5 separate regions of the Mus musculus genome follow, and all the other regions are linked to region 3. Evidence: chromatin contacts called from public Hi-C and Micro-C data. All regions are on one chromosome and are shown on one strand. Each heading gives the region's core, a stretch centred on a gene start, on an enhancer-like site or on the middle of the called end of the contact. The rest is flanking DNA. Distances are from core to core; before and after follow the strand shown. Region 1 holds the start of Ing1 (inhibitor of growth family, member 1). Region 2 holds the start of Rab20 (RAB20, member RAS oncogene family). Region 3 holds the start of Sox1 (SRY (sex determining region Y)-box 1). Region 4 holds the start of Arhgef7 (Rho guanine nucleotide exchange factor (GEF7)). Region 5 holds the start of Ankrd10 (ankyrin repeat domain 10).

Region 1 (2,700 bases), core at 85-2,584, 840 kb before region 3:
CGGCAAACTCCAGATGGCTGAAGGCTGCGAGCTGACCCGGCGCAGCAGACACCGCAGGCGAGGCAGAGCGCCATCACCAGCCCTGCGCACCTGAGGCCACAGCAGCGGGTCCACCGCTCTCGCCCAGGCGGCCGAGCAAGATTGAGGACCTGGGACTCAGAGGGGCGAATAGGACAGCCGCACCACAGTCCCAGCCATACAAAGGCGCGAATGTGGCGACCACAGGCCAGGCTCCGCCCCAGGGCGGTGCCTAGGCAGGAAGAGGGCGGGACCGCCGGGGCCCGTCGCCTAGGCAACCCCTCGCTCTGCCCGGGCTTTTCAGAAAGCCCTAAATCCGGCAGCTGTGGGGGAAGGGCGGGATGGGAAGCTGAAGGTTGTGCTCCCCTGCGGGAAGCACACTGCGGTGCCCGCTGCCAACTCAGTGTGACGAGGACATGGGCAGCCTCAGATGCGGCAGGGAGGGGAAGAGCTAGTTAGGATCAGAGAAGAGCTGCTCCCGCCAGCCCGCCCACCGTAGATCTCCGCGCTGAAAAGAGCACCCCTCGGGGGCCCCTTTGTCTCCAGGCCATTCTAAACCCAGCACCGGGAGGCGACACAAAGGGACGATGGGGGCGGAAGGCGCAGGCGCGTGGAGGCGCCGAGGATGCTGGGAGTGGTGGTCCCTTTGCGTGTCGATAGCTGCCCTCCCGCGCGGGTCCGCATCCATCGCCAGGGAGCTGCGCCTGCGCGTCCACTTCCGCCTCGCTCGGCTCCGCCCGCTCGTCCCTCCTGGAAGAGGACAGCTCTCTAGTACTAGGCGTGCGGGGGGCGTTGCCGATCCCACCACACCTCCTTCTCGTCCAGATTGGCCGCAGAGGTAAGAGTCGCAAGGGGATTGGCTGACGCCGTTGCCATTTCTGTTCGGGGGCCCTATTTATACCGCGCTAGGAGGCGGGGGAATGCAGTTAACCCAGCGGAGGGTGGCTCTTCTCAGGTTAGTCGGTTTGAAGGCAGCGATCTGGAGGCTCGTCCGGCCCCGGCGTGTCTCGAGGAGCAGGCTAGCACCCCGCGGTTCCCGGCCGGCGTGCGGCTCCGCCCAGTAGGTCCGCCACCGAGTGTCAAACTCCTAGTAAAGTTTCGCGTCGCCGGTCTCCCCTGCCCAGGCGACCCCGCCGCTGTCCCCTCGGCGACCCTGGCCCCCAGCGACAATGACAGGCCACGCCCCCGCGCGGGCCGGCCTCGCGGCCCGCCGCCCCCCGGCCCGGGACGGTGAGGGGCGTGAATGCGGTGGGGGCGGGGCCGCCTCCGGGAGGAGGGGTGGCGGGGCGCATGCGCGCTGCGCGCGGGGCTGAATGTTTCCCAAGTGTTTGAAACTGGTATTTGGGTTTTCCACGTTGGACAAGTGCGGCGAGGCGGGCGGCGGAGCGCGCCCTTCCCGCAGCCGGCCCCGCTCTCTCCGCTCTCCACGCTGGTGGCGGGTGGGCGGCGGTGGCCGGCCCTCTTTGGGTGTGTGCGCGCTAGTACGCACGGCCCCCCGCGCCGCCCGCCGCCCGGGAGGGGGCCTGCACGGCCGGCGGGGTGTGCGCTTGAGCTTCGGCCGCCGCGGCCCGCGCCTGCAGGCGCCGGGGTCCCCGCGGCCCCGGAGGCGGCGCGGCAGGCGCCAGATGTAGCCGCCGGCCAGCCCGGCCGGAGCGGCGGGGGGGCGCGGAAGGGCGAGAGAGCTTTGCATTTTGCAGTGCTGTTTGAGGGGGGCGGGGGGTGGAGGAAGCGGAAAGCCGCCGAATCGCCGGGGACCTCCGGGGTGAACCATGTTGAGTCCTGCCAACGGGGAGCAGATCCACCTGGTGAACTATGTGGAGGATTACCTGGACTCAATCGAGTCACTGCCTTTCGACCTGCAGAGGAACGTCTCGCTGATGCGGGAGATCGACGCCAAATACCAAGGTACGGCGGGTGATGGATGGGCGGGGGCGGCCGCGTCCATCCCTGGGTCCCGGCGGCGAGGCTGACCGGTCCTGCTGGAGCCGGAGCGCCCGGTAGCGTCCTCGGAGGGCTAGGAACAAAAGGTCTGGAGCGCCTTTGATACGCCGAGGTCCTTGTGTACCGAGCTCCGGGACATGGAGAAGGAAGGAGCGCGAACGGCTGGCTGCAAGGCTGCGCGACCAAAGCGCTCTTTGTAGTGAAGTGATGAGGCGGTGCTGCGGGGGAGGGGGCGCGGGGCTCGGCCGCGTCCTCGGGGAGGGGGTGAAGGCGGCCGCGCGAGGTGGAGTGCTATGCGGGCGCCGCGGCCGTAGGGCGCGGGCACCGGGCTAGAGAGAGGGCTGCGGGCCGTACTCCGGCGGAGCTGAGTGCGGGTCCGGAGAGTCGCCGCCTCCCGCCAGGTTCTGGTTCTAAGTGTTACATAAAGTACTGGGCAGTCCTGACTCGGGGTCGCGCGATCGCCCAGGCCCTGCTCTCCTGGGCCCTCTCTTGGCTCTGGACAGGGCTCCGGGCCGACTGCGAGGGGCGCCGGCGCGGTGTGTCTTGGGGAGGAAGAGGGTGAAAGGGAGGATCGCAGCCGACTAGGTGTACGACTGCGCTGCGATCGGTGGACGCGAGCTGGGCTCTGGCTGGAGAGGAGCGGGGCAGGTGAGGGACCTGCAGCCCACCCGAAGACCCGGGCTGCCCAGAGTGGCGAAGAGGCGGAGCCTGCGTGCCCGCCGGGAACTGTTGGCTGTTGGG
Region 2 (2,700 bases), core at 57-2,556, 920 kb before region 3:
GTAAGGAACGGGGAAGACAGAGGAGGGAGGGAAGCTCCCCAGACCTTCACTAACTCAGCTTGATCAGAATGTATTACATAGCCAACAGATTGATACGCGCAAGACAAGGAGTCAGGGATTAGGAGCGAGGCTTTTGAGTACATCACTCTTTTTTGGTTTTTCAAGACGGGTTTCTCTGTATAGCCCTGGCTGTCCTGGAACTCACTCTGTAGACCAGGGTGGCCTCGAACTCAGAAATCCTCCTGCCTCTGCCTCCCAAGTGCTGGGATTAAAGGCGTGCGCCACCACACTTTACACAACATAAAAAGTCAGAACTTGGGAGTTTCATACATTGGAAACCTCTCTCCCTGAAACTATACCATACTATTTCCGGGTTCGTTTGTTTCACTTAAAGTATCTTATTTCTTTATCATGGAAAAGGGAGAAGACAGAAGCAAATTAATCGGGAAAGTCCAAGACGAAGTTGTACACGCACTAAAAATAATTCACTACCTATCTTAAAAATGCCAGTACAGGAAGCTATTCCACTCACGTGACTTGCGCACCAGCCAAGACTCGGCACTGGGTAAATAACCGTGAGTCGAGGAGGCTGGGCGATTCCAACTCTACTTCCCAGTCGCCTTACATCCAGCAGAGTGGTCCAACGCTCTCTGACTCAGTTTCCTCGTTCATAAAGAAGTCGGTAATAGCAGCGGTGCTCAACTCCCAAGGCTGCTTTGTACACCAAAGGAGGGCACCCTGAGGGGGACATTAAAGCACCTAAGAAGCGAGAGTCGTACTGATCGGAGATCTCTCCCAGGATAACCCGAATCTTCGCGAAGACGCACAGAGTGCTGCTGAACTGGAGATTTTCTCAATCGGCAAAGCAAGGCAAGTGGGAACAGAGGTGCAATGAATGTCACAGCCCAAAGTGGAGACCCCGCGGCTGCCCACAGACGACTCCTCGACCCCGCAGAGCCCCGAAGCCCGCCTGTCCCGGCGGCGCCGCCCTCACCTGCGGTGTCCCATATGGAGATGTTGAAGGAACGCCACTGCTTCAGGTAGAAGGCGCCGCCCACGGTGCTGACCGTGTCCGGGAAGCGACGCTCCATGTAGCGCTGCAGCAGCGACGTTTTACCCACGTTCATGTCCCCCAGCAGTACGATCTTCCCATCCGGCTTCCGCATAGCCGCGGAGGAGATGACCCCTGCGCTTCTCGGTCACCCGCCCAGGATGCCAGGGGACGCGGACCCCGGCCTCCAGGGACCCCGAACTCTAGTGGCCCTGGCCTGAGATCCGAACTCGATGAAGTGCCAAAGAGGAAGCGCGCCACAGCTCTGTACCGGAGTGTGAACGCAGCCCTGCGACCACGTGGGTGCCCGGCCGCCACGCCCACCCCACGCCCCCTGGTCCGCCTAGGCCCCGCCCCCAGTCTTCTCCCAAGCCCCTTCCACACTCCCCATCACCCCTGCCTCGTTCCTATTACTCCCTATCTCTCCTTCCCCAAATTCCCTTTCTCTGCCTGCTAAATCTCAGCCCCACGCCCACCCCTCCCCATTCTTTCCCATTCCCCCTCCCTCAAGGACCGTCCTGCGTCCGTCCCTATAATCCCAAACTCCGTTCCTCCTTTATTTTTCTGCCCTTCCCAGAGCCCTGGCCCCTACCTCCCGCCCCAGCTCCTTCCCATACCTTCTCCAAGCCCTTCTCCAGCCCAGCCAGCCCTTTCCTGGAACCCCTCTCCACTGGCCCAACCCACGCCAGCCTCCCTCTTCCCGCACCCCTGACTCTAGCAGGGCTACAGTACCGCTTTTTTTTTTTTTTTTTACAGTCCCCACCCTTTGAAAGCCTGTATGTCGCCAAGTTTGGAGCCTAGGACCTGGGTCCTAAGGTGAAAGTTCCAGAGCGCCTTCCTTCGGACGCTCCAGTTCCTCCAAAAGCCCGGGTAGCCGCGGAGAGGCCCAGGACCTGGTGTTTGTCTAGTCACAGGCTCCCTTGGCTCTGTTTCGCTTCCCAGCCTGTGCCCAGCGCTCCTCCTCGGTGCACCTTGGTTGCACCCACACAGGTGGAGAGTTGCCTGGCTGGGAAAGTCCCTTGGAAGTCGGCTAAGATTTAAGGGAGAATGTGGATGGGTCGGGGACACCGGGAGGTGCCTGCTAGGTTCGCTTTTTACTTCTGCAAGAAACCTTGAAGGGAAAACTTGACTTTGCATTTGCAGTGACTGCTAGAAAACAGCTTCCCTTTCTCCTATAACAGAGAACCCCTAAAACCAAAATCTTCCTCCAGGGGCACAAGCATGCAGGGAGGCGGAGGAGATATTTGGGGCTGAGTAAAGCCCACTAGGTCCAGGGGAGGGAAGGGAAGGGAGACGACTCTCCTAGTAGCTTCTCCCTCTGCAGGTGCAGAGATTCCACCGAGGCGAGATGGCTACGCCTGCCTCAAGCACCCTGCCTGAGAACTGAGGACCGTTGCTCTAGGGAATGCGGGTGGGAAAGTACGTTCTGGGGCGTGGAATGCTCACCAGCGCGTGAAACCAGCTCCCTCTAAGCCCCAGGCTTCTGCTAGCCGCCCATCCCACCCCACCGCATGTCCTCCCAGGGAAATTTAAGTTACTTCCAACTTACTAAGGGCTTGTTGCATGAAAGTTACAGGGCCAGGCTGGAGGAGTAACCAGACGACAAGTCCCCAGAGGCTGAGAGAGAGAGAAATGGGTTCTGTGTAAAC
Region 3 (2,700 bases), core at 16-2,515:
CTCTATCCTCTCCCCTCTGTACCCCGCCCCAGGATATCTGAAGAACTTGTAGACTCTAAAGGTCTTTCTGGAAGAAGCCTTTACAATAACTCCCCCCCCCTTTTTTTTTTTGGACATGATGGTCTGATCCCAAGTAGCCTGGGGTGGGGTTGGAAATCTCTTATACATCCCGGAATCATATTTGTTCTGAGATTCATGGATTACGGCCATTTGTGTATGTCTTGATCATCCCCAGAACTGCCCTTTCTTTTTCACAACATACGAAGAAACAAAAACAACAACATACAAAAAGGCGGCCCTGTCACTGGACCTTCCAATTCCGTTTCAGCGCCCGCACCCCACCCCCACCCTCGCAAACCCGAGTTCACACGATTTTCAAAATCCTTTGGCAAACAGCTTCTGGGAGAATCGCTTCAGAAAAGCATAGGCTAGGTAGGTATTCTTTTGCTGTTTCCACAAACTTCTTTTTACTGTCGGAGTAACAAGATTCCAGCTAGATCTTGGTTTTGACCTTCGCAGAAATTCAAGAGGATATAGAGTAAATTGGCACCTGACTATAACACTCCGCTCCATTAAAAGACACCCCCTCCCCCAAGAAAGTTCGGGGTAGATTAGGGAGCTAGGAGCGTAGCACCACACAAAAACCGCTGCACCTCTTGCCACGGAGACCCGAATTATAGATCCCGAATCTGTAAAGGCCTTTGCAGGCTCTGAGAATGCACCGAGCGCCAGGGGTGGGAGAGACTGAGCCGCCCCGCTTGGCCTGAAACCCAGCAGAGGTACTTTGGGCCTAAGCCCCCCCCCCCCGGGAGGATCTCCCCCGCACCGCTGTTATTCTGCACTCCCGGCTGAGCTGAGTGCAAAGTGAGGCCTCTATCTCCAACTTTCCCCTTCCCAGCGGGCACAGAGTTGGCTGGCTGGGGACAGGGGAGGAGCTGGGTCTCCAATGAGCGCATTTAAACACGACCCAGGGCTGTATTCCCCCCGCCTCCCCCGACAGCGATTCTTTCTTCCTCTGGGTTTTCAACCCAATCGTTAATCATTCGGAGCGCGCGGGCGGGGAGAGGCAAAGGGGGCGAGCTCTGGGTTCGCCGCCGCCGCCGCCGCCGTCGCCGCCGCGCGCGCGCGCTCAGGAAGCAGTGTGGCTGTGACCCCGCCCCCCCGCGCCCCCTTTTCCCCCTCCTTCCTGCCCTTGTTCCCCCCCTCTCTCCTCCTCCACCTCCTTGCTCCGCCGCCCGCGCCCAGTGTATCTACTCCCTCCCCACGTCACTCGCCAGCGCGCCATGCAAATCACCGCCGCCGCCGGTTCCCATTGGCCGCGGCGCGCTCATTTAATGGCAGCCCGGGCCCGGCGTATGGCTGCTGGGCCCCCCGCGCCACCGGCCCCGCGTGCGCCTCCGCTCCGAGCGCACGGCCTCGGGCAGGCAGCGGACAGCTTGTCCTGGGCACAGCGGCACAGCTCTCTGGCTCTCTGCTCGCGTTGGCACTCCCACTGCTGTCCCTAACCCCCTCCCTGGCTGCACCGCGATCGCCCCCTCCGAACCCCCCTCCGAGTCCCCCTCAGCGCCTGGCTCCCCCCAGGCACCTGGGACCAGCACATGCCCAGCGCACGCGGCGCACCGCCTTGCTAGAAGTTGCGGTCCCAGAGTTGGAAGCCGCCAAGGAAGCCAGCACAGGAACGGAGACTTCGAGCCGACAAGAGGAGGCAGCGAACCCTGCGTCGGGCCCAGGGGCACCGCTTCAGACCCAGAAAGTGGAGCCTCAACTTGGCCACGACTGCACCTGTTTGCACAGTTCAGCCCTGAGTGACCGGACGGCAGCAATCAACCTGGCCATCGGCCTCTTTGGCAAGTGGTTTGTGCACCGGGAGAAACTTTCCACCTGCGAGCTGGACCCGCGCTAAGTGCGTGTGCTTTTGCCTCTTTTTTGTTGTTGTTGTTGTTGTGGCCTCCACCCAACCCCCTTCTCTCCGCTAGGCACCCACCGCACACACACCCCCCCCCCCAGTCTCTCTGGGCTGATCCTCTCTCCACCCACCCACCCCCACCCGGCCGTCTATGCTCCAGGCCCTCTCTTTGCGGTACCGGTGAACCCGCTAGCCGCCCAGATGTACAGCATGATGATGGAGACCGACCTGCACTCGCCCGGCGGCGCCCAGGCGCCCACGAACCTCTCGGGCCCGGCCGGGGCGGGCGGGGGCGGCGGTGGGGGCGGGGGCGGCGGCGGCGGCGGGGGCACCAAGGCCAACCAGGATCGGGTCAAGCGGCCCATGAACGCCTTCATGGTGTGGTCCCGCGGACAGCGGCGCAAGATGGCCCAGGAAAACCCCAAGATGCACAACTCGGAGATCAGCAAGCGCCTCGGGGCCGAGTGGAAGGTCATGTCCGAGGCCGAGAAGCGGCCGTTCATCGACGAGGCCAAGAGACTGCGCGCGCTGCACATGAAGGAACACCCGGATTACAAGTACCGGCCGCGCCGCAAGACCAAGACGCTGCTCAAGAAGGACAAGTACTCGCTGGCCGGCGGGCTGCTAGCGGCCGGCGCGGGTGGCGGCGGCGCGGCCGTGGCCATGGGTGTGGGCGTGGGCGTCGGGGCGGCGGCGGTGGGCCAGCGCTTGGAGAGCCCAGGCGGCGCGGCGGGAGGAGGCTACGCGCATGTCAACGGCTGGGCTAACGGCGCCTACCCCGGCTCGGTGGCCGC
Region 4 (2,700 bases), core at 195-2,694, 670 kb before region 3:
CCTCTGCCTGGCTTCCTTAGGGCCACTTGACAGTCAATATATGTAGCTATCTTTGTGTACTGCGTGATAAGGCCAGACCTAGTCTAACAGGATTTAAAAATAGTAACGAGTAAATTTTTCAATTCAGCACTAGGGAAAGCTTCTTCCGGGTTGAGCAGCTTTGGTCGATAGACTCGGGCGTCGGTGATCAGTTTTGCATTGCCACTCTCTGGACCTCCACAGGGAAGCAAGATGGGAAACTGGCTGATGTGGGGCTCCTAGGGCAGGGTACCTCTCATATGTAACCAGGAAAATGGACAAAAAGTGAGGCTTGGGTCTGTCGGTGGTAAAGACACCGTAATTGCAGCAGTGGTTGGTTAGGGCTGGCTAGCGCTGCTCTGAAGGCAGCTGCCACCACAGAGAAGCTGGCCCTCAACAAACTTCACACTATTTTAATGCTTTGTTTGTGTCTGGAACAGAAATGTAGTCATTTAGCCAGAAGATGCTATTAAACGCAATCGATGGTGGTGATGGAAGCACCTGGAGAATGCAGAGAAGAGAGTCGAACCTGTGATCATTTTTTTGTTTTGTTTTTGTTTTTTGTTTTTAATTGACAGCATCGCATGGCTTCTAGCCTTGAGCAGTTACTGGATGAACGTGCGTGCCTGGCCCAGGGGAAAGGTCTCCTGGGACACTGCAAGCTTTATTTTAAACTGTCGAGGAGTGCCAGCCAGCAGGGAAAGCATAGGACCAGTGGCGGGAGTAAGTGGAAATATGTGTCGATTGACGGTGAGCCCTCACCTACTCCCCCCTTCCCCCAAGGCTCCTGTCACACATCCTTTGCGCTGGAAGAGGACGCCCAAGTTCTGGGCCTAAGCGTGGACAGCACGCTTTCCAGCGGACACCCACCCGAGGTTGCGATGTGCTCTTGATCGCTGGACACGTCACCGTCAATTTCACAAGGAGTCATGCAAGGCTTCTGGCTACTAAGGTCGTCCGCGCCCGCCGCCCCCCATCTCCGCTCCCGCCCCCCGCCTCCAGTGGCCTTGCAGCCAGCCGCTTAGCATCGCGCCCGCGTTCCCGACGCTCGTTCCTGCCCGAGTGAGACCCATCTGGTCACAGATCTAACGAGCATGTGCGTGCCATCCCCGCCGGCTGGCGAGGTGGCGAAGAGACGCCCGCGCCCCGCAGTCGGCGGGCTAGCTCAAGAGAGCATTCTGGGAAGCGCTTACTAATCGCGCGCCGCCCTACCCACAAAGGCGCGCAGCCCCGGGGCGCGCGGGCGGCGCAGGTGAGCGGGGGGCGCGCCAGCTGTCGTGCGCCGGGGCTGGCGCGGGGTGCGCGCGGGCGGCCGCCGCGTCTTTCTTCTCCGGTGATGTCATCGGGCGACGGCGGCCGCGGCCGGGGGGCGGCGGCGGGGGCGGTGCCGGGCGCCCGCAGGTTCCTGCGCCGCTAATGAAAAGGCACTTGACAGCGGGCCAGGGCGCGCGCGAGCCCGCGGAGCGGAGCGGGACCTGCTGGGCCGGCCGGGCCAATCGCCGGCGCGCGGCCGCCCATGGGCGCGGAGGCGGCGGGGGCGCGGGTGGCCGCGGCCCGGGCCGCTCCGAGGTGATCGCGCGCGGCGCCCCCTCTGTGCGCGCAGCCCGAGCCGCCGCAGCGATGAATTCTGCCGAGCAGACCGTTACGTGGCTCATCACCCTGGGCGTGCTGGAGTCGCCCAAGAAAACCATCTCGGACCCTGAGGTCTTCTTGCAGGCGTCGCTCAAGGACGGGGTGGTCCTATGCCGGCTGCTGGAGCGCCTGCTGCCCGGGACCATCGAGAAAGTAAGTGGCCATGGCACGGTCTTCGGGTGGGTCCCCGGCCCGGGCGGGCGGCGGGCGGCGGGGCGCGCGGGAGCACCTGGCGCGCGCCGGCTCGGGGCCCGCGCGCCCTCCTTTGTGCGCGGACCCGGCGGCGCGCAAGGCGCGGGGACCGGCGGCGGGAGTTCGGGGCGCCATTGTGTGCGGGGCGCCGGGAAGGGGACCCGCCCTGAGAGCACAGACAGCGGAGGGGGCCGCGGTGACGCTCGGGGCCGGCTCGGGGTCACGAGAAGGAGAGTTGGCTGTGCCGGCGGCGGTGGGGTTCTGCTCCACCCTAACGTGAAGTTGGGAGGTCGGCTTCGCCCCTCGCCGACACCGATCGGAAAACCTCGTCTCTGTGCCGCGCAGCTTTCTGCGATGGCTTTGTTTGAACGGTTTCGTCGCTGCCTTTGCAGTCTGACTCTTGCGTTGAATGGACCGGTGGCTGGGCATGTTTAAAGGATGCATCAAAAGCCAAGGGAGGGCCGAGCTGTGAAATGACTTACTGCCTTCCCCATCAAGGGATTCTTCACTCAGCCAAGCCTGCAGAACAGCGCACACAGGGTGCTGAAGCCCGATTTCTTTGGGGATGGGTCAGAATTTTTATCCTCACTGCCTGCTAGATTTGGAGCTGTCTGCCTGCTGCTGCTGGCTGCTGGCTCCCTGGCTCTGCAGTGTGAACCTTGACCACCGCTCTGGGTGACCAAAGTTTGTTTTCGTTTGTAAGCTCACAGAGCGGGCCGGGTCAGGGGTTGGGAGCACTTCTAAGAACAACCATGTTTTATAGGTCAAAAAATAATAAAGTCCTGTGTTCAAGATTATGCCAATACACAGTTTACAAGAAAACTTAAGATCCTTAGTAATTTAAAAGGTGTTAAGTAC
Region 5 (2,700 bases), core at 138-2,637, 760 kb before region 3:
AACCTAGGGAAACACGCTGGAAACCTACAGGAGGGAGAGCAGTAACACATGGCCCGGCTGGGGTGAAAGGCTCAGCCTTTTCGCCTCTAAGAGCTTTCCGTAATAGTTGGAACGGGTTAACAAGATGGTTCCGTATCTTAAGACCATCCAGGTTTCAGATAGGAAAGCTCAGAACTACAACGTCCTCGCCTCCGCTACAATACTGGTCTCCAAAGTCAAGTCTACAACTCGTTCTCCGTAGACGTGAAAATGCTCCTTTAGCTTTAGATCAAATTCTGGTAAACAGTACAGCGTGAATTTTGCCGCTTTATGGCGCAGAAGCACTTCTGTGTGCAGGTTAACTAAGGCGACCACGAGAAGGTGGATTCCCAGCGACTACCTGCACCCAACTGCATGCCACCTTTCAACACCAGGAGAACGGGGCCAATTAGCGCAGCTTACACAGGACGGTCCCGGTGGAGAGGGGGCCGATAGGCATGGCCGCGACCCCGCCGTCGGCCATAGCAGGTGCAGACTTGACACCCCCGGCTACGAGGGCAGCGCCCATCCCTCCGTGCCTTCAGGGGGCCCTGCACCCGGTTTCCATTAGACAGAAGCGCGAGGCCCCCAGTTTCCTCCTCGCCACGATTCCCGAAGCCCGGCGGCCTCCGCGCAAACGGCCTCAACTGCAGTCTGCCCGCCCCGCTCGGAAGAGCCACAAGTGTGCACATGCGCCCTGGATCCTTCGGGGGAGCCGGCGAGACGGACCCCATTTCCGCCCCGCCTCCCAACACTCCCCGCGCCCCCGGAGGTCCTGGGTCGCGCGCCGCCCGCCGCACATGCGCCTTGAAGCCCTCGAGGCGCCCGCGGCGTCTGAGCAGCTTCCGCGCCCCCCACCCCCCACCGTCCTGGGTCGCAGACCGCGCGGTACCGCACATGCGCCCTGGAACTCTCAGGGGTTGCGCTGCCGCTGCCGACCGCGCTCTCCAGACACCGTGGGGTGCGCTCTGACCCTAACAGCACACCACGCGGAAAATGGCGCCTTAAAGTGCCCGCGCCCACCTTGCCGAAGTGCGCAGCCCAGTGCACGGGCGTCCAGCCGTAGAAGGAGTCCTCAGCGGCCAGGTGAGCGCGCGGCGTGTGTGGCAGCAGCGAACAGAGCGCGACCAGGTCCCCGTCCCGGCAGGCGCGGTGCAGCGGGAAGCGGAGCGACAGCAGCTCCTCGCTGGAGAAGCCTGCCTCCACGGCCGCGCCCGCTCCCGCTGACATGATGGGTCGCTAGGAAGCACGCGACTGATCGGCCAGAGGAATGTGCCGGTGAAGGCCTGCGAAGCTGCCGCCACTCGAACACAAAGGACAGGCGAGCTGCTGCCGCGTCCCATCCGCATCCGAGCGCAGCGAGCACTGAGGGCGGGACCTGAGCCACGGGGCGGAGCCTGCGCCTTGAGAGGGTGGGGCCTAACAGTCCGCTGCCTCCGACCGCTGCTGACGCCCGTGGTGGGGCGAGGCCCGCGCCTGGATAGGGTGGGGCCTCCCGCAGGTGGTGCTGAGGCTGGCGCCTGGGATAGGGCGTGGCCTTGGCTGCAGGGCGGGGCCTTCTCAGGGTCTGCGCAGGAACGCCGCCTTAGGCGTCTGGTGGTGAAGTTAGGGGCTGGGAGGCGATCACCGCTTGAGGAGGCCGCTACTGATGCCAACGCTGAAGGTGTAGGGGTTGAGGGTGGGCCTGCACGTTAGTGTGGTTAGAGGGACGAGACTTGCCGGGCAGTGGTGGCGCACGCCTTTAATCCCAGCACTTGGGCGTCAAAGGCAGGTGGATTTCTGAGTTCAAGGCCAGCCTGGTCTACAGAGTCAGTTCCAGGACAGCCAGGGCTATACAGAGAAACCCTGTCACGAAAAACAAACAAACAAACAAACAAAACAAAACAAAAAAAGGAGGGGGGAGACTTGGCTGCGACTGAAGCCTGAGGAGGCCGCGCCTGAGACCTCGCCTGAAGCCGGAGGCCTACGACCCTGGCTGTAAACCTTGCCTGGGGCAAGGCCAAAGCCCAGGCCGGCCTCTCTGTGATTGGCAGCTGAAAGCCACGCCTTAACTAAAGGAGGAGAGTCTGGGATTTGGAGCGGAGCGGCGCTCTGGTCGATTCCTGGGGCGGCTGGGCGTGACCTGGCGCTGGTGGGTGTGACCTGGAGCGGTTGGAGCTCGGCCGCAGGTTCCTGCTGAGGACGATGCCTGAGGCGCTACTTCTAAATAGAGCTGCTGCTCTGCCAGGCACACTCGCGAGTGGGGACTCAGGACTCTGGCAGCCGGCCCTGGCCTGCTTCCGCGGTTGCCTGAGTTCCTCCAATTAGTGTTTATTGGGCGCCTGCGGAGCACAGCTCCTCATTAAAAACCCGAAAACAAGGGTGCAGCCAGTTAACTTCGGTATGCCTTAATTGGAATGGATGCCAGAGAGAATCGAGAGGCCCTGGCGTCTGTAACTGTAAAGCATGAGTCACGTGAGCAGGCTGGGCACATGGTGAAAGAAATTTTAGAAAAATTGACTACTAAATTCTCTTTCCAATGGTACAATGCTATGGTTGTAAAAAATTTGAAATTTTTCTTTTTTCTTTTTCTTTTTGTTCTAATTTTGGTTTTTCGAGACAGGGTTTCACTGTGTAGCCCAGCCTGGTCTACTCACTCTGTAGACCAGGCTGGCCTTGAACTCAGAAATCCTCCTGCTTCTG

What was found. A called contact is a pair of places that touch in the nucleus more often than the background predicts.
Region 1: a contact with region 3 is called in a Micro-C map of embryonic stem cells, with 6 times the contacts expected there. The contact joins the promoter of Ing1 here to the promoter of Sox1 in region 3. A contact is called at or near these places in 1 of 39 promoter capture datasets (embryonic stem cells), 3 of 484 Hi-C or Micro-C datasets (all in embryonic stem cells) and 2 of 115 datasets of contacts at active chromatin or transcription factors (embryonic stem cells and stem cell-derived neural progenitor cells).
Region 2: a Micro-C map of embryonic stem cells shows a contact between it and region 3, with 6 times the contacts expected there. The contact joins the promoter of Rab20 here to the promoter of Sox1 in region 3. A contact is called at or near these places in 1 of 39 promoter capture datasets (embryonic stem cells), 16 of 484 Hi-C or Micro-C datasets (differentiating embryonic stem cells, embryonic stem cells and stem cell-derived epiblast-like cells), 5 of 115 datasets of contacts at active chromatin or transcription factors (embryonic stem cells and stem cell-derived neural progenitor cells) and 1 of 9 other capture datasets (embryonic stem cells).
Region 4: a Hi-C map of embryonic stem cells shows a contact between it and region 3, with 3 times the contacts expected there. The contact joins the promoter of Arhgef7 here to the promoter of Sox1 in region 3. A contact is called at or near these places in 5 of 484 Hi-C or Micro-C datasets (all in embryonic stem cells), 4 of 115 datasets of contacts at active chromatin or transcription factors (embryonic stem cells and stem cell-derived neural progenitor cells) and 1 of 9 other capture datasets (embryonic stem cells).
Region 5: a contact with region 3 is called in a Micro-C map of embryonic stem cells, with 6 times the contacts expected there. The contact joins the promoter of Ankrd10 here to the promoter of Sox1 in region 3. A contact is called at or near these places in 5 of 484 Hi-C or Micro-C datasets (cardiomyocytes and embryonic stem cells) and 2 of 115 datasets of contacts at active chromatin or transcription factors (astrocytes and stem cell-derived neural progenitor cells).

The regions. Positions count from the first base shown.
Region 1 is chr8:11,555,123-11,557,822 of GRCm38.p6, forward strand. It overlaps Ing1 (inhibitor of growth family, member 1), which reads left to right and starts at 1,335. Exons shown (of 2, transcript NM_011919.5): 1 at 1,335-1,923. The coding sequence starts at 1,788.
Region 2 is chr8:11,477,334-11,480,033 of GRCm38.p6, forward strand. Rab20 (RAB20, member RAS oncogene family) reads right to left here and starts at 1,307. Exons shown (of 2, transcript NM_011227.2): 1 at 995-1,307. The coding sequence starts at 1,166. E230013L22Rik (RIKEN cDNA E230013L22 gene) reads left to right here and starts at 596. Exons shown (of 2, transcript NR_126558.1): 1 at 596-1,350; 2 at 1,808-2,700.
Region 3 is chr8:12,394,254-12,396,953 of GRCm38.p6, forward strand. It overlaps Sox1 (SRY (sex determining region Y)-box 1), which reads left to right and starts at 1,266. Exons shown (of 1, transcript NM_009233.3): 1 at 1,266-2,700. The coding sequence starts at 2,108. All of the region lies in intron 1 of Sox1ot (Sox1 overlapping transcript), which reads left to right.
Region 4 is chr8:11,726,614-11,729,313 of GRCm38.p6, forward strand. Arhgef7 (Rho guanine nucleotide exchange factor (GEF7)) reads left to right here and starts at 1,445. Exons shown (of 22, transcript NM_001372321.1): 1 at 1,445-1,803. The coding sequence starts at 1,639.
Region 5 is chr8:11,634,370-11,637,069 of GRCm38.p6, forward strand. Ankrd10 (ankyrin repeat domain 10) reads right to left here and starts at 1,388. Exons shown (of 6, transcript NM_133971.3): 1 at 1,042-1,388. The coding sequence starts at 1,248. It overlaps Mir7238 (microRNA 7238), which reads right to left and starts at 1,367; the gene lies at 1,325-1,367.